7 separate regions of the Mus musculus genome follow, and regions 2, 3, 4, 5, 6 and 7 are each linked to region 1. Evidence: chromatin contacts called from public Hi-C and promoter capture Hi-C data. All regions are on one chromosome and are shown on one strand. The core of a region is the stretch at or near the end of the contact, and the rest is flanking DNA. Distances in the headings are between cores, read along the strand shown.

Region 1 (3,645 bases), core at 759-3,258:
AAGGACGATGAACCAAGTTACCTTGGTCACACCAATATACACTGTCACAGAGCAACATTTCCAGTCCTAGGTCTTCAGAGAAAGGCCTCACTGTGTAGCCCAGGCTACCCTCAGAGACTCTTGTCTTGGCCTTCTGAATGCTAGGATTACAGGGGTGTGCCATCACCCCTGGCTCCACAAGTTCCTTTCAACTAAACAGGTTTTGCTGTTCTTGTTTTAGCCTCAGACAGCTGGGTACATGTTATCTTTATAATAGGCATTTCTGTCATTTCCCAAATATAGGGTAACATGACGGTAGCCCTCCTCTCAAATCAGAGTCAATTTTGTTAAAGAAAGTTTTCAATTTGTTTCTGAACCCTAATCAATCTTTATATCTGAAGGGGAAAAAAAGCATTTAAAAACTTCTTGGGAGCCTGGTGAAGAGGGAGTTGGTTCTGATTTGGTCACCATTTTTTTTGTTTTTGGCCTTGGCTAGAGAGGATGTTAGAGTTCTGCCCTTGAGGTAGCTGGTGACATGTCACCAGGCTGTGATCTTCTGAACTAGATGTGGCAGAGCATGTCAGCAATGCCGGCACCCAGGAGGCGGAGGCTTGAGGAAGGTGAATTTGAGGTCAGCCCGAACAACACAGGAGGAATCTTGTTTTGAAAAATACTAACATAAGAATGGGGAAGCCATTTTTTATGGTGGGGGTTTGGGGATGTGGAGGGGTGGAGATAGAGGTAGAGAAATGGCTTAGTGGTTAAGAGTAGTAGTGACTGCTCTTCTAGAGGACCCAGGTTCAATTCCCAGGACCCACATGATAGCTCACAACTGTCTGTAACTCCAGTTCCAGGGGATCTGGGACTTTCACACAGACAAACATGCAGGCAAACCATATAAAATAAAAATAAAGACATCACTTTTAAAAGTGGGGAAGGGGTGGTTTGCATTAAGAAAATTGGTGGGCAGTTAGGTACAACAATTGATCACGACTGTGCCTTTTTGGGGTGCTAGAGATGGAATCCGTTGTCTCAGGCATGCTGAGGCTTTTCCAGGACACCACTCTAGTCCCCACTCCACTAAAAACCCAAACACTCCTCCTATCCCAGAAAAAACAAAACCAACCAACCAAAAACCCAGGGCTGTCGAGATGGCTCAGCTGGTAAAGGCACCTGCAGAGACCTCTCAGGCAGTGAGGAGGCAGGGCACATTGTATGGCAGCGCTGCGGGCCAGTGTGCGCAGGATGGCAGCCTCTCCCTGAGCCTTATACCCACATAGTGGAAGAAGAGAACCAACTCTTGAGAATAGGTCTCTGACCTCCACACAGAGACCTGTGAGGCACAGGACCACACACATAGTCATACAAAAAAAAAATGTGATTACAAATGTGTAAGAGTTACATATGTATATATGTGTGTGTGTGTATATATATATTCTCTCCTCTCCCCTTCCCAGTCTGTCTTGCTAGGTAGTTCAGGCTAGTACTCACCATATACTCCAGGCTCTCCTCCAACTTGCTGTCCTCCTGCCTCCAGAGCTCTGGGATTGCACACACGGCTAAGCCTCTTTTTTCATGAAAGTTCACAACACAGCCAAGCCCAAGAGTAGTCAGCACGTGAACAGCGTGCCCGAAGTCATGCTTATTGAATTACACTAATGTTTTGAAATAGATCACATGAATATTCCCGTTTTACACCCGAGGGAACTGATGGCTAAAGAGGTCAGAAGGCTAAGTACTGTTGGAATCACCATTTGAACATGGATTTGCTATCTCTGATTCAAAGCCCATGGTCTAGGGAAGAAACGTACTCTCAAAATTAGAAACAGAGAGTTCCCACCCTCGGGGCAACGGAAACCACAAGAAACCTGAAGTGGGTTGAGCATCTCTGACAATCTGCAGGCTCCCATGCACAGCCTAGCCAGCCCGCGGCCCGCTGCGCGACCTCCCGACACACGAGGGCGCTGTCGCAGCACGGCGGGAAACGAGCCGCCAGCTAGTGTCGCGAGATTCTTAAAGCCGGAAGGGCGAAAGAGCAAGGGTCACGTAGACGGCGCTCCCCGCCCGGCTCGCGTTAAGTTCTCGCGCGAGTTGTACTTCCGCCCTTTTGGCTCTCCGGTCGGCACCATGGCGGTCGGCAAGAACAAGCGCCTGACGAAAGGTGGCAAGAAGGGAGCTAAGAAGAAAGTGTGAGTGGCGGATCGCGCGGGTCCCCGGCCGTTGGGCTCCGCAGGAGTTGGTGGGCGGGTTCTGGGGTGCGGCGTGGGGCGGATGGTGAGGATGCGGGGTGGATTGCGCGGCGGTGCTGCGCTGCGCGGCTGGCGGGTGCGTCCCGGGCGGCCGCCTCTCCGCCACCCGGCCGGGTGTCGCGCGCCGCGTGTGATCTCCGCCCTGCGTCTCTAGCAGTCGCTCGCGTGTCGCGCGCGAACTGTGGGCTCCTGGGTTGCTGGAAGTCCGTGGCACTTTTTAACACCGCTCTACGTCAGTCACTCTGGCTGTCCATGTCGGGACCCCATGTCAACTTGTGTGCTGGGCTCTCGTGGGACCGACCTGGAGACCCGGGACACTTGTTTAGCAGCAGTTTGTGCTGTTGCGGACCAGTCACTGTCACAGGTCCCTGAGGTTCCAGGGCAGTGTGTATATAGTACTGCCTGTGTGATGGAGGAGTGGGGAAGGCATGGCTTCGAACTTACTGCTTTGTGCACTGGCAGACCAGCCGGCCTCGCAGACGTTCACCCCACGGGGAGGACGTCCGTCGTGTTAAGTGCAGGCCGATTGCAAGATCGTGCCTGGGAAACTGTTAACAGAAGTCTGAAGGATAAGAAGCGTTTAAAAGTGGTCGGGAGTGTTGTTACAATTTACAGAGAAACTTGAGGTTATTTTTCTCCCATCCAGGGTCGATCCATTTTCTAAGAAAGACTGGTACGATGTGAAAGCTCCAGCCATGTTCAATATTAGGAACATCGGGAAGACACTAGTCACGAGGACTCAAGGAACCAGTGAGTACTGTGGGCCCCTTTTGCTTTGTTCCTAAGCTGTGGCATGTGCATATTAACCGGCGCCTTGGTCAACTCTGATGGGGCGCTGGATTGAAATGTCAGCCCAGTGGTTGGAGGGCCTGGCATTGGGAGTGCTTGGTCTTAGTACAGATGTGGCAGCAATGAAGTGTTTGTACAGCTGTCCAAGAGAACGTTTAGGTGTTGGCAGTAAGCCACTGGTGTGAAGGTGGGTTTGGTTAACAAGTTAACAGGGTTTGTGGTTCTTTTTTAGAAATTGCCTCTGATGGCCTCAAGGGTCGTGTGTTTGAAGTGAGCCTTGCTGATCTACAGAATGATGAAGTTGCGTTTAGAAAATTCAAGCTAATCACTGAGGACGTTCAGGGCAAAAACTGTCTGACTAACTTCCATGGTATGGATCTTACCCGGGACAAAATGTGCTCCATGGTCAAGAAGTGGCAGGTGAGACCAAAAGCTGCGAGTGTGAGTGCTGTGGTGTGGGTGTGCAGATGTGTCATGGGTGTGTTGGTTGGTAGGTAGTATCAAAACATGGAATGGAGAAGTTGGTTTCATTTCATTTGAGTATCACTGTTAATTCTTGAGTGCTGGAGGTAGAATCCAGGGCTTTCCACATGCTGGGACATCAGTCCTAACATTGAGCTGCATCCTT
Region 2 (3,919 bases), core at 245-2,744, 1.2 Mb before region 1:
GGGTGAGGTTGGGGAGAGGTGGGGATAAAAGGTTGATTAAAGTGAGTTCACCAAAAAAGGAAACGATTGAACACTTGCCTGGGTCAAGAATGCGAGAGGAGCTCAGGGGACAAGATTGGGAGCTTGAAGCAATCTTTGATATGATAGAAATGTTCCCAGCTTTGATTGACATCTGGGGGAAAGGTTTCAAGAGCTTAAGAAAGGCAGGTAACTAAAAATGAAGGTGTTTTGTTTTGTTTTGTTTTGTTTTGTTTTGTTTTGTTTTGTTTTGTTTTGTTTTGTTTTGTTTTGTTTTGTTTTGTTTTAAAGAAAGAATCAGGGAAGTGAGACAAAGTGAAGTTGCCAAGCTAGCGCAGAGTGAACCCTGTCCCAGTGCAGAGTGAACAGAGCACAGAGTGAACCAAGCCAGCACAGAGTGAAGGGAGAAAGAGAAACAGTGCGGGAACGAGGAGGGAAGCTCTCCCAGCATGCCTGTGCATGTATGGGAACAGGTTGGAATGGAGACACATTTGAGTGGAGGAGAAGGTTAATGAATGACAAGGTGTATTTACAGAGCAAGAAGAAGGCAGACAGGTAGTTGGTAGTCATGGGAGTAGAAAAATGGAGAATTTTCTTTTTGCCATTATTACTTCTAAAATAAATTATTAATCAAAGTTATAAAATGGGGCCCAAAAGGATTAAGTTTGAGGAGAAACGAGAAGACCTGAAACAATGGCTCCCACGCATGAGTGGGAAAACAGATGCGAAGAACATCTGCGATTCGGTTTCCACGTCACGTGATGATAAGGTGCCAGGTGAGCCTTTGTTTAAAGTCCCATTGTTTGGACACAGTTAAAGTGTATCATCTGGCAGTGCAGGAGGGAGAGAGAGTTGAAAGAGCATCCGCCGGCATGTTGTGGTGATGAGCTGCAGAGTCTGTGCCGTGTCAGTGATGAGTAAGCCTTCCAAGTGTAATGATTAATAATGGAGGAATAATCTTGCCATTCTGGTGTGTGACACCAGAGAAACCAGAGTGTGGCCACAGGGGAATGAGGAGGGCTGGTGATACACTAAGGTTCTCATGTGAATAAAAGGAAGTGGTGTTGATAGAAGAAAAAGGAACTGAGGGACCAAGTTGTTGCCTATATTTTGTGAGTGTGTGTGTGTGTGTGAGAGAGAGAGAGAGACAGAGACAGAGACAGAGAGACAGAGACACACAGAAAGACAGAGACACACACACAAAGAGAGACGAGACAGAGACAGAGAGACAGACTACATGAATCCACGAGCATCACCAGGCAGAAACTTAGTCGTCGAATTCTCTATCCTTTTTAAGATCCCCGTTCCCAGACCCCACTCCAAGTTGTCTAACTTACCACAGATCAGTAGCAGGAGCCAAGGTAGCATGAGGACCAGGCTGGGGATGGTAACTTGAAGGTGCCTCTCACCAAAAGAAAAAAAAGCAAAACCAGACTACTCACAGAGGTGTCACAGATAACTGCCCTCAGCTTCTCTGAGGTTTGAGGAAGTCGTGGTCGGAAGTTAACCTTCAGCACGAGTTTACAGAAATACAACAAAGCAACCTTGTCCAGTGTTCAGTTCTTCCTCCAGGAAGGCCCCAGAATGGAAGACACTCCTTCCTATGGCATGACTCAATTTCATGACTTGGAGCTTTTGGGTATCAGGAGATGCGGGCTTTCATTTTATAACTTTGATTAATACTTTATTATTAAAATATGAATATTCATGTATCTCAGGGGTTTCCAGTAGATGATCCAGGCTTTAAAGAGTCTCACTGAGCTTGAGTCCTGCCAGATTTCACACCACACACTGCCATCTTTGGTAAGGATATCTATTTAACTATCTGATCAAATGCACTGTCTTTCTCACAAGCTCCTATTGTGGTCTCTCTGTGTCTGACTCAGGAATGGAAGGGAGTATTCGCAGGTTATGTTCCGTGTCTGCTGCTATTGTATATTCTGATTTATATAGGGTCCAGCCATTCATATAGATATTTCCCCATGTTTAAAATTTCAATGTTCCAATAAATGACATGAGCCACTTTTTAAAAAGTCATAGGAAGTCATAGAGTGGAAGAGTTTGGAATAAAATGGAAGACTTGGATATGCACCAATTAGCCTCTGTGTACTGGAAAAGGCTCACCGTCATCACTAACTCTTGTATTTGTGTGACACCCTTCTTCCCTTACCCCAGTCAAGGGTAGGCAATTCCTGCTGTTGCTTCCTTTAGCATCTATATCACCCTTTCTCTGTCACCTGAAGCTTGTATGTGAGTCTCATTATGGATTACAGGGGAATAAACTATTTTATTTTTCCCATTTCTTGAATCTTTTATCATCTAATATTAAGATGATTTTTGACAAAGGTAAACTGATACAAATGCAATCATAGTAATTGTTCTACATTATTTGCATCATCTCAACATTGAGTGAGTGAGTGTGTGTGTGTTATTAAACATGGGGCCACAACATACACCTTGGGATCACGGTCTGCACTCTGAGGTTGCTGTCTGCACCCTGGGGTCACAGTCTGCACTCTGGGGTTTCCATCTGCACCTTGAGGTCAGAGTTTGTACCCAGGGATTGCAGACTGCACACTGGTGTTGCTGTCTGCACTCTAGGGTCGGCATACACCCTGGGATCACAATCTTCACCTTGTGAATGAGAATTGCTGGAAAGAAACCGTGCCTCAAATGCTGATTGACTGACTAGACCTTCAGTGATGTGGAGAGGTTGGAATGTTCCAAATCCAGGGGCAAATTATCTTGGGCATCTTTATCCCTCTTAATAACAACCTACTGATTGCTTTTGTACATGAACCAACCCCTTTTGTCACCATCATGTAAATCCTTTGGGAATGTACAAATAGAATGTTTCACCAACAAAATAGCTAACAATTCTATCAGGCTTCCCATCTCTGCTATAACCCGCCTACCTGATGCATTTGAAAGTGTGTTACTTTACGGTTTTTTTGCTGTTCCTATAAAAAGTTAATGAAATTGATACCTTGTTGGAGCATGGTATTTGGAGAAAGAATCTGAATCTGTGTTTCTGAGCCATGATTGCTCATATTCACTCCAGAAAACAATCTCTTTATTCCTTTGAGATAGGATCTCTTTCCTTCCTCAACAAGCCTATGAAGCCAGGTTCAGCCAGAGAGTCCCTATTCCATTGTCTCTCAGAGATCGGGGGATGGGCTGGCTTTGCTACATTCCTGGTTAGAAAATGCTAGTCAGCTGCAGCCACTCACCCTCAGTAAGTCACTTAAAACAACCATATAAAGCAAAAAGCAGAAAAAGAACTTTAATTCAATGTGCCCATATTAGGAGGGATAAGAGAAACACTGACCTCCCCAGTCCGTTTTTAGGGATTCAAAATGAGGTCAAAGTTTAAGTAGAGGGCAGGTGAGGAGCACATCTATGAAATCCTGGTCAAGGTGTGGTCCTGCCCACCACTGACCCATCCCTGTCTGGGCTTCAGTCCGCCCTGTAACATCCTGTAAGGTGGACTGACACAGGTTAGAACTGTGTGGAATCACTTTCCAGGCAAGCTCCTTGTCTGACTGGCTCTGGGCTTCCGTCATTCAGTCCTCCACTTTCAAAATCCCATAGGAGTTTCAGAGTCTTAGAGTCCAGGGTTTCATTTCTCCCAGGCAGCCGTGGTGTGTGTGTGTGTGTGTGTGTGTGTGTGTGTGTGTGTGTGTGTGTGTGTGTGTGTGTGCACATGTGCGTGTGTTTGTTAATATGCATCCTGTTACTATAGATTAGATTAGTCTCTGTGGTTTTATAAAAACTAAAATATATAATATTTATTCTGTTTCTAAATTCATTCCCTTAGCCTATTATTTCTGAGATCCATTCATGCCTGATAAAATAGCTGTAAGCACTCATGCATACATGTATTTGAGCAAATATTTGAATG
Region 3 (3,563 bases), core at 960-3,459, 1.3 Mb after region 1:
GCATTAGACAGACTCCACGTCCTTAGACTTGCAACAAGCAGCTTTACCCACAGAGCCTTCCCACCAGTTCAACCTTTCCTAAAGTTTTGTGCAATTTGTAGTTGGTTGTCTCTGTCACCCTCAAAAGACTGAAAATAGCAAATGTCTTGTTATTACTACATTCAGTAAAGTACTTCCATAATTTAAAACCAATTTACACACAAAGCAGGTCCTCTGATTAGATGCAGTACAAACTCAAAGTACCACTCTCCTCCTTTCCAAGAAGCAAACTATTAAAGTCTAAGTTTCTCAAATATCATCTTTTTCAAAACTGGAATATATGACTTTATCAGGGTAGCAAAGTAAGGTTAGCAGATCCAAAAACACGTTTTATTCTAAATCTAAAGTTAAATTTACCATTCAATATTTTCATACTAATTCCCACTTAAGCAAAATTTAAAGTGTCTCATGAAATCATATGAAGAACAAAGTATCTAACAAAAAAAAAAAAAAAAAAAAAAGGCTAGGAGATCCAAAAAGAGGGCAAAGTTATCCAAAGAAATGAGGGTTGGGGGAGGGAGCTACTCAAAAAAGCTGTGACGTGGCTGGCAGTCAGGGCACATACCTTTTAATCCCAGTCAGCACTCAGGAGGCAGAGGCAGGTGCATATCTGTGAACACTAGGCCAGCCTGATATACAGAGATAGTTCCAGGACAGCCAAGGTAACATAGAAAAACAGTCTTGAAGAAAAGAAAAGTTGGGACAGATGATAGTAGAGATTAAACAAAATCTATAAAAGCAAGGTAAGGTAAATTCACAGTGTTTTAGCATTCCTCAAACAAACTGTATCCTGAAAGATTGAGAAGGCTGGTCAAAGAGAAATACATTGCTATATAATGCAGAATGATAAACTTGGAGGTTCATTATTTAAAAAGAGGAGGGGAGAACAGGTCCCAAACATGAAATGTGAAAAACTTTCAAACAAATTTAATCATGACCCTCAATGGAGAAATTAAGATGGATGGATGGGTAGATAAATTGATACTCCCAAGTTTCTAGTCATTTCTACAGAGCATCTTTATTCTGCCCACATTTAGCTGTCTGGATAGACCAGAATTCCAGTCTTAAACTACTACCTATGTTCCTTGCTACATGAAATCCTACAGTACGTTAAGCCTTAGGATGGTCAGCTTAACCTACATATGTGAGCATTACTTTTCTATACCTCTAATTTAACACTCAGAGTGCTAAATGTTTTCCTAAAAGAGTATAAAGTCTCAAGGTCGACAAGTAGAGCCAAATAAAAACAGCTGCATGCATGCCCTTCCAGTCCCTAGTAGAAACCTAGTAAAAATGTGCTACCACTTAAAACATATTACTCCCTCTCTCCCTCAACACAGAGAGAGAGAGAGAGAGAGAGAGAGAGAGAGAGAGAGCGCTGCAGCAACTTTTACGAAATGGTAATTTATTAAGTGCTCTCCCTGAAATAAGTTTCAGTGGGTTGTGCATCTTAGGAACTCGGATTTTCCTGAGCCAACTGAAACATGCAAGCACCCTACACATCGGACTCTGTAGACCTGGGAAATAAAGCGTTGGGGGCACCAAACTCCCCTATGCACTAAAATGAAATCTGGTCTTCCCATCCAAGGCAACTTCAAAAACAATAGTTAGGAAAGGAAAAAAAAAAATTAAGGGTTGATTCAAGTGATTCCCACGTGGGAATCCATGGGAGTTTCCCTGAAACAAAAACCACTGCCAGAATAAGGTTGCCAGGAAAAGGCATGGGACAGAGCTGGCCATAGGCTTTCTCAGTTTAGTGTCCAAAAAGGTGCAAGTGTCCACTCTGGAGACACAGCTGCTCTAAGAAAAAACTCCGAGTACTTGCATTACTCCTGCAAACTGACACTTTCTCCTATTGGTAGAAAGGAAAGGTTTCCACTGCCAACCCTCCCGAGGAACAGCCGAACTCCAGCATCAAAGCACCCACCCGCTCCCACTTGTCACCTTATAATGTCCCCCTCCCCCGGGTCCACTCACGCTTCAGAGTCGAGCGGTGGCGCTGACAATGTGGCTGGCTCCCTTCCTCCTTCGGGCTGAGGCGGGCAGCTGCGGAAGGCTGGCTAGGCGCGGAACTGAGGAAGAAGCGGTGCTAGCGTCGCTCCACCAAGCAGCTACCCGGGTCTCTTCCGCGCTGCTGGGATAGAGGCGGCGGTGGCGGCCCCGCTCGCTCACCGCTTTTTCTCTTCCTGGGTCCCTGCAGACTGTGGTGGCTTCAGCCCGTCCTGGGCCACTTGTCCCGGGACAGTCACGATCAGAAAGCTCGAAGATTTTGTTTGGGTAAAGTTTCCTCTGGGCGGAGGCTGCAGCCGGCCCCCCAGGTTCCCCCCCGGCCCCACCGCCCTGGGGGGCTGGGGCGGGGAGGGGGCGCCGAGAACTCCTGGAGTCCCGCCGAGGAGCCGGGGTGCGGCGGCAGGCCCAAAGAGAAGCCCCCCCAGAGGGGGTGGAGGGGAGGGGAGGGGAAGGAGAGGACAGCGGCGCCGGGGCCGCTCACCACGCCGCCGCGGCCGTTTCACATCGGGGTCCCCGCCCCCCCGGCCCGGAGGTGGCTCCTGGGCTGGGGGCCGGGGTTCATACACTCCGCTATGGGATGCTACGGCCCCGGGCGGCTGGTGTGGACAGCGGCAAGGCTGGGGACCCGGCGGGCTCGGATCGGCGCCGCCCCCGCTCCCGGCTCCCGCATGTGTCGCGGCGGCCGGGACCCCCTCCCTACACCTCGGGGGGTCCTTCGTCCCACAGTCCGGGACGAGGCAGAAAGCCCAGCCCCTCGCGGGCGTCCTCTCCCGGCTGAGCAGCTACGAGTCCCGACCCGCGGCAGCCGCCTCCCTGCCCCCCGGCCGCGGGCTCCGGCTCGGGCTCGGGCTCGGGCTCCGGCTCCGGCTCCGGCTGGGGCTCCGGCTTCGGCGTGTGCAGCAGCCGCTGCCGGCCGGGAATGTAAGGGGGGGAGCCGACGGCGGCCGCGGCTCCCGATGGCCCGGGCTGCGGCAAAGGTCTTGGCGGCGGCCAGTGCACGGATGCCGGGTCTCTCGGATGCTCGCTCACTCACTCGCTCTCACGCTCTCCCCGGCGGCGGCGGCAGCGCCCGAAGCTCAGCTTCTGTCTCTCTCTCGCTCTGTGCGGGGCTCTCGCCTCACTCCACAGAGGGGCGGGAGGAGAGTGGCGCCCAGCGATGACGTAAGTCGCCTAGCAACCGCTCTCCTCCCCCTCCCTTCCCCTTCCTCTCTGCGCCTTCCTCTCCGGGCCTCTTCTCCCCATCTCCAGCCACCCCGCCCTGGGAGGCTGCGGCGCGTTCTGATGACGCACCAAGGGAAGAGGAAGTCGCGATCTGCGAGCGGGTGGGTGCGCCTCGGGCCGCGGGACTGCTGCTGCTGCTGCTGCTGCTGCTGCTACCGCCGCCGCTGCCGCCGCCGCCTCTACGGCCGCGTCAGAACTGAAGAGAGGAAGGGGAGGAGCCCAGGCGAGCCTAAGCTACCGCCTGATCTTACCCCTGACCCTAGGGCGGCGCGGAGAGGGAGCTCTGTCGCCGT
Region 4 (3,691 bases), core at 266-2,765, 1.3 Mb after region 1:
CAAGTTCTGAAAGAACTTCCAAATAAAAGAAATACTGTCAAGATGCTGCTTTTTAAAAAATTAAAATAAGCCCTTCATGGTGACACAGGATTGTGATTCCAGCACTCAACAAGCTAAAGCAGGATTGTGAGTTGGATGCCATCACCAGCTACACACAGACCCTGTGTCAAAAAAACCAAAATGGTAATAACCAAGTAATAACTACTGATAATGACATGGACCTTACTAATTTTTCATATATGTCAAAAAATAGCAAACTAAAAATTAGGTTTATCAAACCAAGTGTTCTATGCTAGAAATATCTAAGAAGAAAGCAATATTTCTCTTGTAGCTTTAGTCCCTGTATGACACACATTGAAAATGCTCGTGCTCAGTTTTCTGAGACAGCCTATGAAAGATTGGGGATACAGTTCACCAGCTGTCCAGCGTGTATGTGCCAATACAATACAATAGTGATCCTACCCAGTCTGTGGGAATGAAAACAAAATACAAGTCATTTAAAGATCTTGTGCTCTCTCCTCACTGGATGAATAGTAAAAGAATTTCGTAGAAATTAACCCACCATTAACTCTAAACTAAACAAAATGTGTTTCAATATTCAACAACAACAAAAAAAGTGTTTACTTTCTCATATCTCACTGCATATGAACACACTGAACTGAAGCATCCAAAAGTCAAGTTTAGTGTGAGCTAGCTACCCAAGTATAGACACTAATGATGAAATTTAATTTCCATAACACAATCAACAATCAAAATTTATACTTTTTAACATAAACCCATAAACAAAAGCTAATTAGAATTATTAAGCAAATCAGCTGCAAAAAAAATGACAAGAAACAGCTGAAAAACAGCAGACTGATGCAGAAACTTAAGAGCTGCTTTCAACAGACAGAGAGCATGAGCTGGCACGCCTGTTCCCAGTGCGGTCTGAAGCAGTCACTAGGAAATGCATCAGTACTCCTCCAGCTTCAGAACACATCAAGAACGCCTGGAGAAGTGAGCAAGTACACTACTCTCTGGCTGCAGCCAGGAACATCTGTGTGTTTGTGCCCATTCGGAGTTGAGGTTGACTCTGCCATGGCTGACCATGGGAAAATACTTAGAAATAAAACTGGGATAAATTAATGGGAAGTATGGATGAATTTTGTGAAGCAAACTGACACAGCCCAAGTACAAGGGGGCACTAGTTAATGCCTTGCTTAGCTAAAAGCACAATGTCTGGGAAGCTGTAGCTTATAAACCATGCTCCATGATGTTTTCCTTGTTTCCAACTTTCCAGGCGTTGCAAATTTCAAGCTGCAGTTTACAACAGAGATAGGAAATAAATTGAGAACAAACATTGCTTTAAAAACCAAAGCAGCAGGACGAAAAATGAAATCTACTGTAGGCACTGTGAAGCCTGATGTAAAATGCACTGCAGGACTTGGGAGCCGGCTCACAGAAAGAACACTTGCTGTGCAAACATGAGGACCTCAGCTAGACCACTGGAAGGAGGAAGCAGGAGCTTACTAGCCAGTCAGCCTAGCTGGAATGCCAAACTTTTGGCTTACGGAGAGACCTTGGGTCAACATAATACCGCAAAGAGCCAAAAAGGGAGGCACTCAAAGACTTCCTCCAACTTCCACATACCCGTGCACAGGCATATACACCTGCATACTCATGTGCATGCATCATATAAATATAGCTCACACCATCCCAAACCACACACAAAGGCAGGCAGGCAAGCAGACAGACAGACAGACAGACAGACAGACAGACAAATGTATTCTAGAGAGTAAGCCATCTCTGACATGGAAGTGAACTAGAAGAACGTAGAAGCAGTTTAAACTTTATTGAAAAACTGAAACTATCATAACATCATAAATAAATAAATAAATAAATAAAGATAAATAAAGAGCTATAAACATTTCTATACTATGTGATATTAGAAGGAAACTTTTAGAAGAGCTTTTTAAATTGTTATTACCAAACACAGAACAAAACCAAAGAAAAATATCAGTTGTTTCCATGGAGTAACATGTGAGCAATGTTAAGGTGTAAAACTCATCCATGACTAAATGAGTGAACCTGCTGGGAGACAAAGTCTATCACAAGACAACCACTGGCTATGCACTAGTATTCCTACAGCAGGGTCATATGTCTGTGCCATCCAAAGTCATTCTAACACAAACGTTTTTAAAGATGCTAATGGAGAAAAAAATGGAAAAAACTCAACCCACAGTAAAAATAAACAAATAACTCCTTGGTGAGATGGCCAAATTGAAGGCTAGGGAAGAAAAAAAGGGACAAGATAAGCCTGGGACAACTGATGCTGCTGCTATAATCTGTCCTCAAAAAGTGATTGAGACAAGATGAAAGATTGAGAGAGTCCTGAGGACCAAACCTCAGATGACCAAAGCACCAAAGGAAGAGAAAGAAATAGATGAAATCCAGAGAATAAAATCTGAGTCTACAGGATAGAGAAAATATTCATGAGTCTATTTTGATACACTTAAAGTACATACCTCAGAGGAGATAGCTCTTCCTTACAGAAGAAAGAAAAGAAACAGAAAATAACACTGGCCAAACACCAAAGTAATAATATTCATTCAGATACAAATTATCACCAGAATTTGAAATTAGAAACTAAAAGCATGATGAAAATAAGGTAATTAACATAATCACAAGATACCTTCCCCATAGGACACTTAATTGCAAGGTTAGCATGCAACTGGTACAAAGCCTAACATCAGCTTACCAGTGCTGGTCTCACCAGATGAATGGGCATACTGACACTGTGTGCCATCCAGTAAGAGTCACAACAGCATTTCTGTAGTACTCTTACCCAACAATTGTCACCAAAACATTAAACAAAAACTGGAGGTATTCAACACAACCAGTACTTTTCCAAAGTAATAATAAAAGGCAAGAATTTTAGAAATGTTTCAGACTGAAGAAAATTAAGGACACTGGTGATTCGAATGAAATGTCCCCCATATTCTCAGCTTTTTAGATACCTGGTCCCAGTTGCTGGTACTGTTTGGGGAAGTGAGTTGTGGCTTTGTTAAAAGAAGTTATGTCTCTGGGGGCGGGATTCTGGGGCTTAAAAAACTCACACCATCCTCAGGCCACTTTCTGTCTCATGCTTGTGGCCCAAGTTATAAAAGCTCCAACTGCAGCAGCCACGCCTGCCTGCTGCCATGCTGCCCCACCATGACTGTGAAGGAAACCCTATGCTCTGGAACTCTGAGCCCAAACAAACACTTTTCAGTCAGTTGCTGTGGTGTTTTATCACAGCAATAGGAAGTTGCTAATACAGCAGCAAATAAATGTGACTCGTGAGTGGTTCGGAGTTAGACTCTGGCCCAGAGAAAACACACGCACAGAGACAATAAACAGGTAATGCGTTTTACACAGTTTGAGGTGAACTTGAGCAATCACTGCTTCCTGGGTAGCAGAAGGAAAAGTGGCATCAAAAGAACTGCTGAGGCTGAGAAGATAGCTCCGCTGTTGAGAGCCCTTGTGCTCTTCCACAGGACCTGAGTTCAAATCCCAACACTCACATCAGGTGGCTCACAACCATTCCAGTTCCAGGAGACTGGATACCCTCTCCTGGCATTCACAGGCACACAAATAAGTAATAAATCTTCTTTTTTAGTTTTTTAGGGTGAGACATTCTGTTACATAGTCGTTGCCTAAGGTTCTCATAGCA
Region 5 (4,062 bases), core at 1,199-3,698, 1.4 Mb before region 1:
CCTTGATGACAAACTCCCCGTACTCTCCCTGCTGCCAGGCGATGACATGGCGGAACTCTTCCTTCTGCAGCAGTTCCAGGATGAAGTGCCACAGCTGGATCTGCCGGGAGCCCGGCGACGACTCGGCTTTGTAGGCCCAATCCGGAAACTGATACCCTTGTGTGGGAAAGAGGGCAAGATCAAAGTAGCTAGGAGTTAGGTACAAACATGCCAGTACCCCCACCTCCACATTCCACGGCTCACAGTCTCTAGAGTACTTGGCAAACACACCCTTCCAGTCAGCTAGGCTCAGCACGAAGAGGAGAGGAAAGGATGGAGAAATTACCCATACTTGTGGCAATCACTGATATCTAACACAAGTTGGGCAGCAGTGCCTATATACCCTAATTCGTGACCTTTCCATGTAGATTACCTATTTGACACGATAGGTCAAAAAGGAACAAAGAAGAAAGATAAACTAATGTTTTAGGGACATATGGCAGAAGGCACCTTATCCCCAGACACGAAAACGTGCAGTAAACGTGTGTAGGGTGCGAAAGCTATATGCTTATTCATAGGAAACAGGCCTACAGCCACTCTACCAAGATCTAGACAGCTGTGAGACCTTCGGTCGTGGTCTAGCATTTGTCAACTAAGCCCAAGTAGGGAGAACAGGAAGCACCAAGGGACATTCCAGATCTATCAGCGACGATGACGAACTTCTGCTCACCTCCACCTCCTTCTGGCTTTTCCACGATGCTACAGCCTGCTTTCATTTTCGCCCTCCTGCTGAGAGAGACAAGTCACACTACTATTTTGAGATGTTATGAATTATCTAATTAAGGCTTTTTTGGGGGGGAGGGTCACAGTTCCCCCCCCCCAACATCCTTCTTGTTGCCTTTACTTCGTTTCAAAGCCTTCTTTAACCTTTCAAACATGTCACCTCTAAACTAGTAATCCTCATGTCCTCAAATGATGGTCCTTGGGTCATCCACCTCAAAAGCCATAATTATCTCTCACCTGACCTTAGCCGCAAAGTGTAAACACTGTCCTTAATATCTGCTTTCTTCCTTGTGACCAACCGACCCTCCGACATAAGAGAGGGAAGGGAACAGTGAAAGAAGTCCAAAACGGCAGCAAAAGCAAGCCACACAGTTTGTTTTCTGTTGGTAGACAAGCCCAGATGCCAAGATACACAAGCCTGAATTCACCCAGACACACCAACTTAAGAAGTGGGAGAAAAAAAAAAATCCAAATCCCCTATTCAAAAAGGAACATCCGATCCTACGTATTTCTTGAATTGTGTGAGAAGGACATCTTCCAGTCAGAAACTGGGCTCACCTTCCAACAGTATTCTGAGATACAGAAAGTAAACATGTCCTGTGTACAGCCACTCCATACAAGAAACATGTCACTTTCCTAAAATTTTGTGAAAAAAAATGTTATGCCATCTACTTAACAGGGAAATAAAAAGGGTAAAGTAGGTACTTCAGATCGCCTGGCCGGTGGAGGAAGGCATCTTGCTAGGATCTGAATTCATTCCATGCAGATTTATAGTTCCTCAATAAATTTCCCGTTCCCAGCAGCAGACAGCTTTGTGTCAGTCCTTCAGCGAATAGGAGGAGAGGGTGAAACTGACCGGGAATGACGGAGGAGGAGAGACCTGACTTACTCTCATTACCCTGCAGGGTGGACAGCCCCCGGCACCAACCAGAGCAGGTCTGGAGCAACTGCAGGTGCTTCAGAGGCCCCAGGGTGGGGTGGGACAAATTCCTAATCTTGGAAATTTCATCTAACCTAGAATTCCTCTAGGTGTTCTGCATTTTCGTTGACGACAAATACACTAAGGAGAACAGTAAGTTTCAGTCCATGACAACCCTCGGGATCCAGGAGCTGACAAATGGCTCAAGGAAAGAGGCAACAGACAGACAGTGGCACACACAGGATATACACAAGTAACAAGGCACCAGGGCTGGGCAGAGCTTCCTCTCCCATTTCCGTGATGATGGGGTTGAAGAGACACCGATTTCTCCAAGGCTCTGGGACACTGTCCGGGACTAACTCCTACCCTGCGCTGTCGGATCGCAGGGCCCTTTCCCTGCTCCAGAACACCCTTCAGCCTGGTGTCCGTGGGCTCGCGCTGGCCGACGCCCGAGCCGGGCACCCTCTCCTCGATCCTCCGGCCCCCGATGTGCCCATCCAGCCCCTCGGAGCCCGCAGGCGCGTCTGCAGGTGTTCGCGACTCCCCCAGGGCGCTCGGTCACCCTCCCGGCCTGCGGCGGGGCTCGCCGCTCCCGCTGGTCCGCAGCGGCTTCCACGGCCGCCCTCATCCGCGTCCCTTCCGTCCTGCCCGCGCGGGCCGCGACCGCCGACGCCACCAGTCTCACCTCTCCGGCGCCGTCCGTCTCCACTCGGGCTCCTCCGCGGCAGCTCGGGCTCCTCCTCATCCACCCAGAAGGAAGTGACTCCGCGGCGGCTTTCGTCACTTCCACTCTGGGCCAGGGTGGGAGGGGGCGGTGTCGTGAGCGGCACGGCTTCCGCCCAGAAGGTACCGGTGCCCCTCCGTGGCTCGGAGGCCGCGGGGCTGGAACCCTCTGCAGAAGGAAGGCTCTTCCGCGCTGACAGGAGCACAGGAGCTTCAGAGGCACGTGCGAAGTTGGCCTTGCCTTGCACTGTTCCATTTTTAGTCCTGATCTGCCTCGTCCAAGTGTTACAGCGTGCACGACTTTGCCATTCAAACACCGCTCCCCCCTCCCTTTCCCTTTGCCTTTTGTTCCCGATTAAGCAATTACAATTTTGTCCCAGACAAATTTTGTTCAAGAGTTAGTGATAAGGGATGTGAAATCAGCTTCCGTAATTCCAAATGGTTCCCAGCCCTAGTTTCCCTCCAGAGGCAGTGTTGGGACCAGTAAAGGTTAAGTGGATGAGAGTGAAAAGTGGTGAAAAGTGGGGGAAGGCGAAGATGAGAGGCAGAATTGAAGTCTTCATCGAGTGCACGAGTGCGTAGCAACAACTTTATGCAATCACAACCTTTCCCTCCTGGGAACGACACAGAACATGGAAGTCTTACCATGATTTGTATCAAAGGTTGGCTTCTAGCTTTGGATATGCCTATTAGCACCTCCCTTCCCAGACTGGCCAATGAATTTGTAATTATCTCATGCTGTACTTGTGTGTGTAGGATTATAGGTATATACTACCACAACTGGCCTTCTGGCTTCTACTACTGTTTTGTTTGTTTTGCCAGAGGTCTTGACAATGTATCTCTGACTGCCCTAGAAAGCACTATGTAGAGACCCAGGTTGGCCTCGAACTCACAGAGATCTGCCTGCCTCTGCCTCACACTTGTTGGGATTAAAGATATGTGTCACAATGCAAGACTAATAATTGATAGTTCTTGAGGTCTTGAGATAAGTTCAGTACTCAGTATGGCCTAAGGTTACCTTACCTGCTTAAAAAGGAAGGACTAGTGTTGGTGAGGTCTAGTTTTCCCGCCCCTTCTAGTTTGAAAGTCAGTAAAATGAACAAAATTTAAATACCATTGAGAGGATTAGAAATATGAGCACTCTGAGCATAGAAATTGCTTTATAATGGTTTCCATCTTCTGTCCAGTCTAGAACACCATTTTCTATGTTTGGGTCTACAGAACAAATGCTAGGGTTTAGCCGAATCAGCAGTTCTCGACCTGTGGGTTGACCCCCTTTAGTAAGCCCCTATGTCTAAACCTATTTACATTGCAATTCATAACAGTAGCAAAATTACAGTTATGAAGTAGGAACGGAAATAATTTTATGGTTGGGGTCACCACAACATGAGGAACTGTATTAAAGGGTCACAGCATTAGGAAGGCTGAGAACCACCGAGCGAAATGAACATAACATTTTAGTCCTCTTGCCTTCAACTACTGATGGGCTTTGTTACCTCGGTTAAGTAGTCACTGTCACTTCCTCTTCTGTTTGAATGTAGTATTTTTGGAGTATTCCCGTGGACACCTTTAGATGTTTAGTAGTATCTTATTGCGTAGGAGATTACAATAAGTACTTCCTTGATATTTAATGTGTGAACACCATGTTCTACGACTTA
Region 6 (3,625 bases), core at 252-2,751, 1.5 Mb after region 1:
GAGCTTCTCCTGCTGACTTGTGCCAGTGAACTGAACTGCTGTTGTATTCGTGCAATGTTTGGGAGTGGATGAGCTGCTGCTGCTGCTGTTGTCTTCTGTGAACTGAACTGCTGATTTCCTGACAAGGCAGATGGAATTTGCTCCAAACAACAATTTTTAAATAGGTCCATCTTCCCTGTATCCTAATAACCTTTCTTTTCTACTGCCTCCGGTGGGTGGTGGGCTAGAAGGGAGGTTAAAGCATTTAAGAACCGTTATTAAAAATAGGATTTGAAAAAAAAATCTAAGCTACAAGTCCCTCTACTCCCCCATCCTTCCCTTTCACCACCTCCTCTAAGCCTCAACTCCAGCTGCCTCTAGGAAGAGATGGACCAGAGGAGCTCGTGGACGGATGGAAGCCTTATGATGAGGCCCTTTGTGCCTTGAGACAAGGCAAGTCCCTGCAGAGTGAAGAATAGCTGACAGGAGATTTTGTCCTTTTTGTTGGTTTGTATGACATTGGCTCTTAAAATCTGTTTTTAAGAGATCTTAACCTTCCCTAACATTCAATCTAGATACAGATCTTGTTAAAGGTGGATATCCGTTCTCTAAGCTTGGATAGAAATCCAAACCTTTCCATCCGCAGCGAGGTCCAGGAAGATTTGTCATTACTAAACGTCAGACCATGATCTGCTGAACTGTTTAACTAATGACTTAATCATTGATTTTAAACAGGCATTTAATCACTGCTTAGAAAACTCCACCGAGTGCAGGCTAATGCAGGCCTTCCTTTGTCCTGGAGATGCCCTGTAGTTACTGGTAGCAACCAGGGTCCCAGAAAACCCCCAAACACTCCTGAAGTTAGAAGACTCTAGCAGGCAAAATCACGGCTGCCTCTGCTGTTTTTCTATCTTGTATATTGGGTTTTGGCAAAGACAGCTCTGCAGCTAAGACTGAACGTGCTATAGATAGACCTGGAAATTATTGAGCAGAAAGGGAAGCCAGGACACTGGTAATTAGGAAGAGTTCTTAATTATTTTCCTAATTTTGATCCTGTGGGAGCCCAGGGAAAGAAAGGAGAACTTGAGATACGCTACAGTTTAACTCTGATCCCAGGACAGCCCTCCAAAGGCCTTGCCCGCTGCTGGCGCAGTTAAGTATTAAATATTGCAGACTGACTCTAAGGGAATCTCTCTTCCAAAGAGATTATCATTGACCTTTCTAGGCGGAAATGAGCTGATAATGGGACCTTCGGAAATCGCAGATGCCCGGGTATGAGCCTTTGATAAGGTGATTCATTTAATCATGCAAATGAATGTTTATCTCCTGTAATTTGCAAGGCACCCCTTCTCTCAAGGGAGGGCCTGAGGAGAGCTGCCCTGTGTCCCCCATTCCTATCCTAGAAGAACAATCCCCATGTCTTAGGGGACAGCAGGCAGCCTGCAGCTGGTTGTGCTCACAGCACCTAAAGGACAGCTGCTGGGAGCTTGGGGGTGGTGGTGGAAGTGGCGCAAGCCCAGTGGAAGAGTGACCAAAGCAACCAGGGAGGGAATGCCCACTGTGTCCTGGGGAAATGACCTTGCTTGCTCCCGTCTGGAGGAATGGAACAGTTGGGGGAGGAGCTGCAGCCCCGATCCTGATACACTTTGAATTCTGTTAGTAGCTGGTTGGAGGCACAGTGGTGACAGAAACCTAGATGTTGCTTGAGGCTGTCTCAAGTGTAATATGCTGTGATAGAGGAGACCTAGACAAGTCCAACCTTCTGCCATTGCAACACAACGATATCTTCTACAAAGTTCATGCTCAGTAACCACGAAATGAGTTACAAAAATACTACAGAAGAAACTAACTCATGTTCTAGGTCCATTTATTACGTTGTGTTGTGGGCTACATTTATAACTACATTTATAACTATCTTCAGTCACAAGAAGCTAAGTGTGGCTGCTGGTTACAGGTTGAAAACATCTGGTAAAGCAGGCCAGAATGTCACCAAGTCATCCAGTTAGGTGTGTGGACTTCTGAGGGCAGGAGTGTGGGAGGAAGCAGGGATTGGCCATGCCTGTGTTAGAGACAAAGGGAGAGCCATGATTTCCTGGGAGAGAGGCAGCTCCTATCTGTGAATTTAGGTTGCATTATAAACTGAGCCACTCGGATGAAGCTGTCCAGCACTGGGTTAGGAAGTTCTGTCTGTAGCGTTGGAAACAAGTGTTTCTTGCAGTCATCCATGGAGCGTAGCCATGGGCCTCCTCTGTGTCTATTACACAGCCAAGTGAGCAGAAACATGAGGCCCTAATACTCCATACTGTCCTTCCTACCTGCAGAGACTATGCAGGCCACAGGGGTGAGGCAGGGTGGGGTGAGGTAGGGCAGGGCAGGACAGGGTAGGGCCCTTTGTGCTGTGTTCTCATGATGCTGAAGGTCACTCCCTCCCTCTGCGGCAATGGAGCTGCAGGCCTGCTGTTAGAAAGATCTTAGTTTGATCAGTGGCTCAGTGGGTAAGCACTACAGGTTTTGCAAAGATTCCAAGTTCAGTTCCCAGCACCCATAACAGGCAGCTCACGGCTACCAGTAACTCTAGCTCTAAGAAACCTGACACAGCCTTTTCTGTCTTCCAGGGCATGCATGCCATGTGGGGCGCACGTGTGCACACACCCCCACCCCTCACACAAATTAATAATAATAATAATAACAATAATAATAAATATTTTAAAATGGAAAACCTCTTAGGCCTATTGTATCAAAAAATTTTTTTTAATTTAGATTTGTCAATTAGGCGACTCTCAAACCAGAAGAGTTCTGAGAACTCCACCCAGCAATGTGGTAGTGGAGATGAAGCTCAGAAAAGCACCCTCAAAGGCACGAATGGCTGAAGTGCAGTTACCTGGTGCTAGGGCTTCTTGTAGCCAACCCAAACTCAGTTAACTGCGATTAAACCCATTTCCCTCAGGCCGTGGGCCCAAGGCAGGTGCCCCAGCTCTGCAGGCAACCTCCCTGGGTTTCACTCTCCGCAATACAGCAGGGGGAGCAATGACCAGACCAGGAACAGCAGGACAGTGTCGAGGACCATGTGCCTGGATGTGCACACCTGTAATCCTAGCACTGGGGAGCTGGGTCAGGAGGATCCTGATTTGGAGCATAGCCTAAACCTGAGGTGTTCTCCTGTGTGGGAAGTCAGTGCCCCCCCCCTCCCCCCAGTCAGTACCCCTGGTCAGAGCATCAGGCCCCGGGAAGAGAAGACTTGGTGGCCCAATGCCCATTTTCCCAATCAACATACTTTGGCTCGTTAATGCACTCAGCCAAACCCAAAGATCTCCAGAAACTGGTTTTCCTGGTCTGGAACATCAGCCTCCCAGAGAGCAAAGCAGCCCACACACACCCCGCCCAGCCCAGGGCTGCCTGCTACCGAGCCCCAGCGCACTTTGTACCCACACTCTAGACAGAGGATTTCCTGGGGGAACTTCTGCGTTTTCCGTTTTCCTTCTCCTACACGACTCTCCTTGGAAAACCCCCTTTTAAGTTGTTGCAGATTGTCTTGTTTGCAGCTAAACAGCCTCACCTCTCCTCGGCTTCAGGGTTGGGAGGGTGGGGGTGTGTGAAGGGCCTGGGTGAGTGGGGACTTCACGGAAGCTCCGAATTCTCCAGCCAT
Region 7 (4,035 bases), core at 1,409-3,908, 1.3 Mb after region 1:
GGCTAAGGGGATGGCTAGGTAGGCAAAATGCTTGCTGTCCAAGCATGGAGACCTGAGTTCAGCTCCCCATGTAAAAAGGCTAGCATGTAATGGCAATCCTGGGGCGATCCCAGACTAGGAGGTAGAAGCAGAAGCATGAGGGGCTCACTAGCCAGCCAGTCTAACCCACTGGGAAAGTCTACATTCAGTGAGGCCCTGTGTCCTCCACACGTGTGACCCTCACCAACCTTTAACATTTACATCTCCACCAGCAGTCTATTCATGAGCATTTCATTGATTCCTTTAAAAAAAAAAAAAAAAAAAGCTTTCTTCTCTTTAAGTATTCTTATTTACTTATTTGTGTGTGAGCATGCTAGTGCTGTGCATGTGTGTTTGTATGGGCAGATGCATGTATGTCTTAAGGGGCACTGAGAGGAGGGTAGAGGAAGTTTCGAGCTGCCTAATGTTGGTGCAGGGAGATAAACCCCAGTCTCTACAAGAGTAGCAAGAGTCCTCACCTCTTCTATCATCTCTCTAGCCCCAATTCCCGCTTTCTCTCCCAGGTTCCCTTACCTCCTTCTGAGGCCTCAGCAGCAAAGCTTTTATATTTCTGAAGAATCAGTCACAAACTGAGAAGAGTCTGCAAACAGCTGTCTGAGCAGCTCGTGTTGAGAATTTACAGCACTCTCATGGCTCAGACAGACGGTCTAATAACACTTAAAGAAGAGGAACTACGGGATTGTTGCTTACTGGGAACAGAGTTTCTGGCGGGAGTAAGGAGAAAGTTCTGCATACAGGCAGTGAAAGGCATATGGACTGCAGTGTAAATGCAATCAACTGAATGGCCTACCTGAAATAATTACAATGTCAGATTTGTTAGAAAATTCTCACATTTCAAAGTGACAATATGCTATTAAACAACCTGAAATTAAATTAAAGACCTAGCAGATTTGAGATGTTGAAAGACTAAATATCATTTAACATCCACTTGTCATGGTATATCTTATTAAAGAGTCTAATAGGTCATTTCTCAGACATTTCACAGGAGATACATTCAAATAAGCAAAAGCACAATAAAAATCCTCAACGACAACAAAAAAATCCAAATTTAGTCAAAAAGAAACAGTATAATTTGATAAATGTTTTCATTAGTCAACAATATAGTATTATAGTTAGTCATTTTTACAGTAAGGAAATCATATAGCTTTTTATAATTAGAAAAATATAGTACATTATGTATTTACTAGCTTCGATATGACTTCTGGGGCTATTTCCCTTCAAACCAATCAATTTCCTATAGAACTGTTCATAAGTGTGGTGGGATGATAGAAAACCCCAGTGTTTATCTGAACATGTCTTTATTTTACTTTCAAATTACGGTAACAAATTCGCATCTTTTAGGTTTTCTTTCAGCTCACTGAATGTCTAGTTCCTCAACTAGCCAACATGATAACTTCTTTCTCTATTAGTGCTTACAAGATTTTCTCTGCAACTAAGCAGCTAGACCACTTACTTAGCTAAATGTGGACTCTTTTATGTTGATTCTGCCTGAACTTCCTGCTTTTGTAGGCTGACACTTCCCCCTGAATTGAGTCTGCAGCCATTATTTATGGTCCTGTGCCATCACAGGCTAGCAATCCTCTCGCAGGCCTCTGACTTGGACTCTTCATCCTCCCATCCTTCCAGTTGATGGCTTTTATTACTCTAAGCTAATTGACTCTCCTCACTGCTAAACACTTGTTTTGTTACTTAATTAACTCTCCTTCCAGACAGCCCTAAAACTCTCTCCTGCATCTTTAAAGTGCCTCTATGCTTTATCTATTCACTCCTAAGTATTCTTCTTGAGCCCTTTGAAAACAGAATTCCTTATGTAAACAATGTAAGAGTCTATCTGGACTTTGCTATAATCTTTCAGAGGAACTTGTGGTTTTAGTGTTGTGAATGGGAACACCAAACTGTCCTTTGCAGCATGTAGCTACTGCCTGTGCTCAGCTCCTTCACCTTTGAGCCACGCCTTCCTATTTATCAGCCTGATACCCTGGCACCTGAGTAGTTTATGGTAGTCAGTGAAAGAACTGGGCAGAGACTGTACTCAGATACATGGCTCACATCCTCTGATGCCATCTTGCCTCAGAGCTTCTTCCCAGCACTTCTTCTATCAGCTTTGTGTTCTGTGAGGCTCTCAGAAAGCTTCTGGCCACATGCCAAATCAGAAGAACATTCTCAGCCAAAAAGTAACAAAGATAAGTCTCCTATGAATCTATTTTCTTTCCAGAACAGAAACCAAAGGCATGCAAAGAAAACTTCAAAAACCCCAGTACTTAGGAAGCAGAGATCTCCAGGATCTGCCAGAGATGCACAAGACCCTGTCTCATCTCAGGTGGAGGGGGAGCTATCATATACAACACAGACTAATATAAATAAACCAATCTCATATAGGAACTGTAGCAGGACCAGCGGGGTCACCTTTATGTAAATGCCGGGAGGGGGCAAGGAGCCGCAAAAGCATATCCTGCAGGAGGACCTAAGTGCGGACTGCCTGAGAGAGCAAGGATTGATGCAGACAGTGCCAGCCAGTCAGGAACTGCTGTTCTTGGGACCAATGGGCATGTGTGTGTAGAGGGTATTAAAGGAGCTTGCAGCAGTTTTCAGAAGAGCTTGCTGCGGTGTTTCTCACCTGCTCCTGGAGCCTGTGTTGTTGACTCTTTACTACCTAACCTCCAACCCCCAAGGGCAGGTAGGGTCGGGTATTGAGTAATCACAGAGTCAAACATAAGAAACAAATGCATGGGGAACTGAAAGACAAATACAGTAGAAATCCTTCCCTTTGTGCTCTGGCCGTCAGATACAAGAAATGCCAGTGTTCTTTATGGACTTAGGGTGAAGCCTATTACAGACCTAAACTATCAATAATGACTTATTTTAAAATGAACGTGTAACTTTGTGCCACACGCAAAGCAAAATGAAAGCTGAGCTCTATCAAGATTAAAACCTTTCACTTCATTCTGCCAGGCAATGGTGTCACGACCTTTAAACCCAGCATTCAGGAGGCAGAGCAGTTAGATCTCTGAGGTCGAGGCCAGCCTGGTCTACAGAGTGAGTTCCAGGACAGCCAGGGCTACAGAGAAACCCATCTGATAAAATGGGTCATTTCTTCCAATGACTTTTTTTTTCAAACTAAAAGGATAATCCATAGAAAAGAAGAAAATACTTGGAACTCTCATACTGAATAAACATCTACTACTCATAACACGTAAAAAAAATGATCACAATTCAAAATTAAAAGTATTTGCTCTGGAAAATGAGCAAAATACTTGAATGGCTCTTTCTTCAGAGACAACAAACGGCCAGTAAGCACCCACAATGAAGTGTCCTTTCACACCAACCAGGAAGACTAAAATACACACATGGCTGCCCATGCGGATGTGGAGACTAGGACCCCAGTGTATTGCTATTTTGACCACTACTTGAAAAGAAACACAAAGGATTAATTCTCAACCCCTCCCCATTCACACATGCTCAAAAGAAGTGAAAATATATATCCACACTAGTTCACAATACACATTACTAACAACCAAAAAAGCAGCTCTATCAACTGATGAAAGGATAAGTAACATGTGGGATACAAAGGAATACCAAGTCATAAAAATGAATTAAGTACTGATATGACACATATCATATGATGCTAAAAATACTGTGCTAAGTGAATGAAGCACAAAAGAACAAATACTAAGTGGTGCATTTTTATAAATAACCAAAACAGGCAAACTCTCGAGCAGAAAGCCCATTACTTGTTGCCAAGAGAGGGAGATGAGGTTAGACAGTAAGGAAAGCCCCCTACGCCTGAGTGGCTGTGAGGAGTGCATAGCTGACAGACTCAGAATCCTGGAAAGTACACAAGTGTGACGTTTTCTGGTGTGTAAACTGTAAGACAATAAAACTGTCACAAATACATTTAGGATGAGATATGCTCCAAAAGCCTACAATGATGACAGCTGGTTCATGTTTAGGAGAGGGCCAAACTAGCCCCTTCTGTGTGATATACTCCAGAGATGA

The links. Promoter capture Hi-C pulls out the DNA fragments that hold promoters and counts their contacts. A called contact is a pair of places that touch in the nucleus more often than the background predicts. Capture Hi-C pulls out chosen DNA fragments and counts their contacts.
Region 2: a Hi-C map of B cells shows a contact between it and region 1, with 8 read pairs. The contact joins the promoter of Fcrl1 here to the promoter of Rps3a1 in region 1. A contact is called at or near these places in 1 of 39 promoter capture datasets (pre-B cells) and 1 of 484 Hi-C or Micro-C datasets (B cells).
Region 3: a promoter capture Hi-C map of adipose tissue shows a contact between it and region 1, with 8 times the contacts expected there. The contact joins the promoter of Fbxw7 here to the promoter of Rps3a1 in region 1. A contact is called at or near these places in 11 of 39 promoter capture datasets (the 3T3-L1 cell line, the C10 cell line, cranial neural crest and 7 more), 4 of 484 Hi-C or Micro-C datasets (B cells, CD4 T cells, CD8 T cells and 1 more), 7 of 115 datasets of contacts at active chromatin or transcription factors (astrocytes, double positive thymocytes, embryonic forebrain and 4 more) and 2 of 9 other capture datasets (adipose tissue and liver).
Region 4: a promoter capture Hi-C map of hippocampal neurons shows a contact between it and region 1, with 6 times the contacts expected there. The contact joins the enhancer-like site here to the promoter of Rps3a1 in region 1. A contact is called at or near these places in 8 of 39 promoter capture datasets (the 3T3-L1 cell line, 3T3-L1-derived adipocytes, the C10 cell line and 4 more), 3 of 115 datasets of contacts at active chromatin or transcription factors (embryonic forebrain, forebrain and large pre-B cells) and 2 of 9 other capture datasets (adipose tissue and liver).
Region 5: a contact with region 1 is called in a Hi-C map of CD8 T cells, with 6 times the contacts expected there. The contact joins the promoter of Etv3 here to the promoter of Rps3a1 in region 1. A contact is called at or near these places in 1 of 484 Hi-C or Micro-C datasets (CD8 T cells), 1 of 115 datasets of contacts at active chromatin or transcription factors (the SCID.adh cell line) and 1 of 9 other capture datasets (liver).
Region 6: a promoter capture Hi-C map of liver shows a contact between it and region 1, with 4 times the contacts expected there. The contact joins the enhancer-like site here to the promoter of Rps3a1 in region 1. A contact is called at or near these places in 6 of 39 promoter capture datasets (embryonic stem cells, frontonasal cranial neural crest, hippocampal neurons and 2 more), 3 of 115 datasets of contacts at active chromatin or transcription factors (embryonic limb bud, embryonic stem cells and forebrain) and 1 of 9 other capture datasets (adipose tissue).
Region 7: a contact with region 1 is called in a promoter capture Hi-C map of liver, with 3 times the contacts expected there. The contact joins the enhancer-like site here to the promoter of Rps3a1 in region 1. A contact is called at or near these places in 7 of 39 promoter capture datasets (3T3-L1-derived adipocytes, the C10 cell line, the HPC-7 cell line and 4 more), 4 of 115 datasets of contacts at active chromatin or transcription factors (T-cell acute lymphoblastic leukemia, astrocytes, embryonic forebrain and 1 more) and 2 of 9 other capture datasets (adipose tissue and liver).

The regions. Positions count from the first base shown.
Region 1 is chr3:86,141,031-86,144,675 of GRCm38.p6, reverse strand. Rps3a1 (ribosomal protein S3A1) reads left to right here and starts at 2,008. Exons shown (of 6, transcript NM_016959.4): 1 at 2,008-2,168; 2 at 2,875-2,978; 3 at 3,250-3,437. The coding sequence starts at 2,107.
Region 2 is chr3:87,373,962-87,377,880 of GRCm38.p6, reverse strand. It overlaps Fcrl1 (Fc receptor-like 1), which reads right to left and starts at 1,494. Exons shown (of 10, transcript NM_178165.4): 1 at 1,356-1,494. The coding sequence starts at 1,386. It overlaps Gm31940 (a long non-coding RNA gene), which reads left to right and starts at 278. Exons shown (of 3, transcript XR_867410.3): 1 at 278-794; 2 at 1,737-1,821.
Region 3 is chr3:84,814,223-84,817,785 of GRCm38.p6, reverse strand. Fbxw7 (F-box and WD-40 domain protein 7) reads right to left here and starts at 2,209. Exons shown (of 14, transcript NM_001177773.1): 1 at 2,017-2,209. Gm35486 (predicted gene, 35486) reads left to right here and starts at 3,353. Exons shown (of 1, transcript NR_165832.1): 1 at 3,353-3,563.
Region 4 is chr3:84,837,560-84,841,250 of GRCm38.p6, reverse strand. All of the region lies in intron 1 of Fbxw7 (F-box and WD-40 domain protein 7), which reads right to left. Among named protein-coding and RNA genes, the nearest start is that of Fbxw7, 24 kb to the right of the region's middle. Within about 2 kb of position 1,515, at least 12 of the 459 cell types and tissues checked have an H3K27ac peak or open chromatin away from gene starts, as enhancers often do.
Region 5 is chr3:87,523,964-87,528,025 of GRCm38.p6, reverse strand. It overlaps Etv3 (ets variant 3), which reads right to left and starts at 2,448. Exons shown (of 5, transcript NM_001083318.2): 1 at 2,367-2,448; 2 at 710-768; 3 at 1-156. The coding sequence starts at 755.
Region 6 is chr3:84,637,802-84,641,426 of GRCm38.p6, reverse strand. No RefSeq gene overlaps it. Among named protein-coding and RNA genes, the nearest start is that of Tmem154, 27 kb to the left of the region's middle. Within about 2 kb of position 1,501, at least 51 of the 459 cell types and tissues checked have an H3K27ac peak or open chromatin away from gene starts, as enhancers often do. A contact at or near this core is called in embryonic stem cells and liver, where this site is marked.
Region 7 is chr3:84,865,729-84,869,763 of GRCm38.p6, reverse strand. The region is part of intron 3 of Fbxw7 (F-box and WD-40 domain protein 7); the gene reads right to left. The region is part of intron 1 of Gm40080 (a long non-coding RNA gene); the gene reads left to right. Among named protein-coding and RNA genes, the nearest start is that of Gm40080, 11 kb to the left of the region's middle. Within about 2 kb of position 2,658, at least 22 of the 459 cell types and tissues checked have an H3K27ac peak or open chromatin away from gene starts, as enhancers often do. A contact at or near this core is called in the HPC-7 cell line and liver, where this site is marked.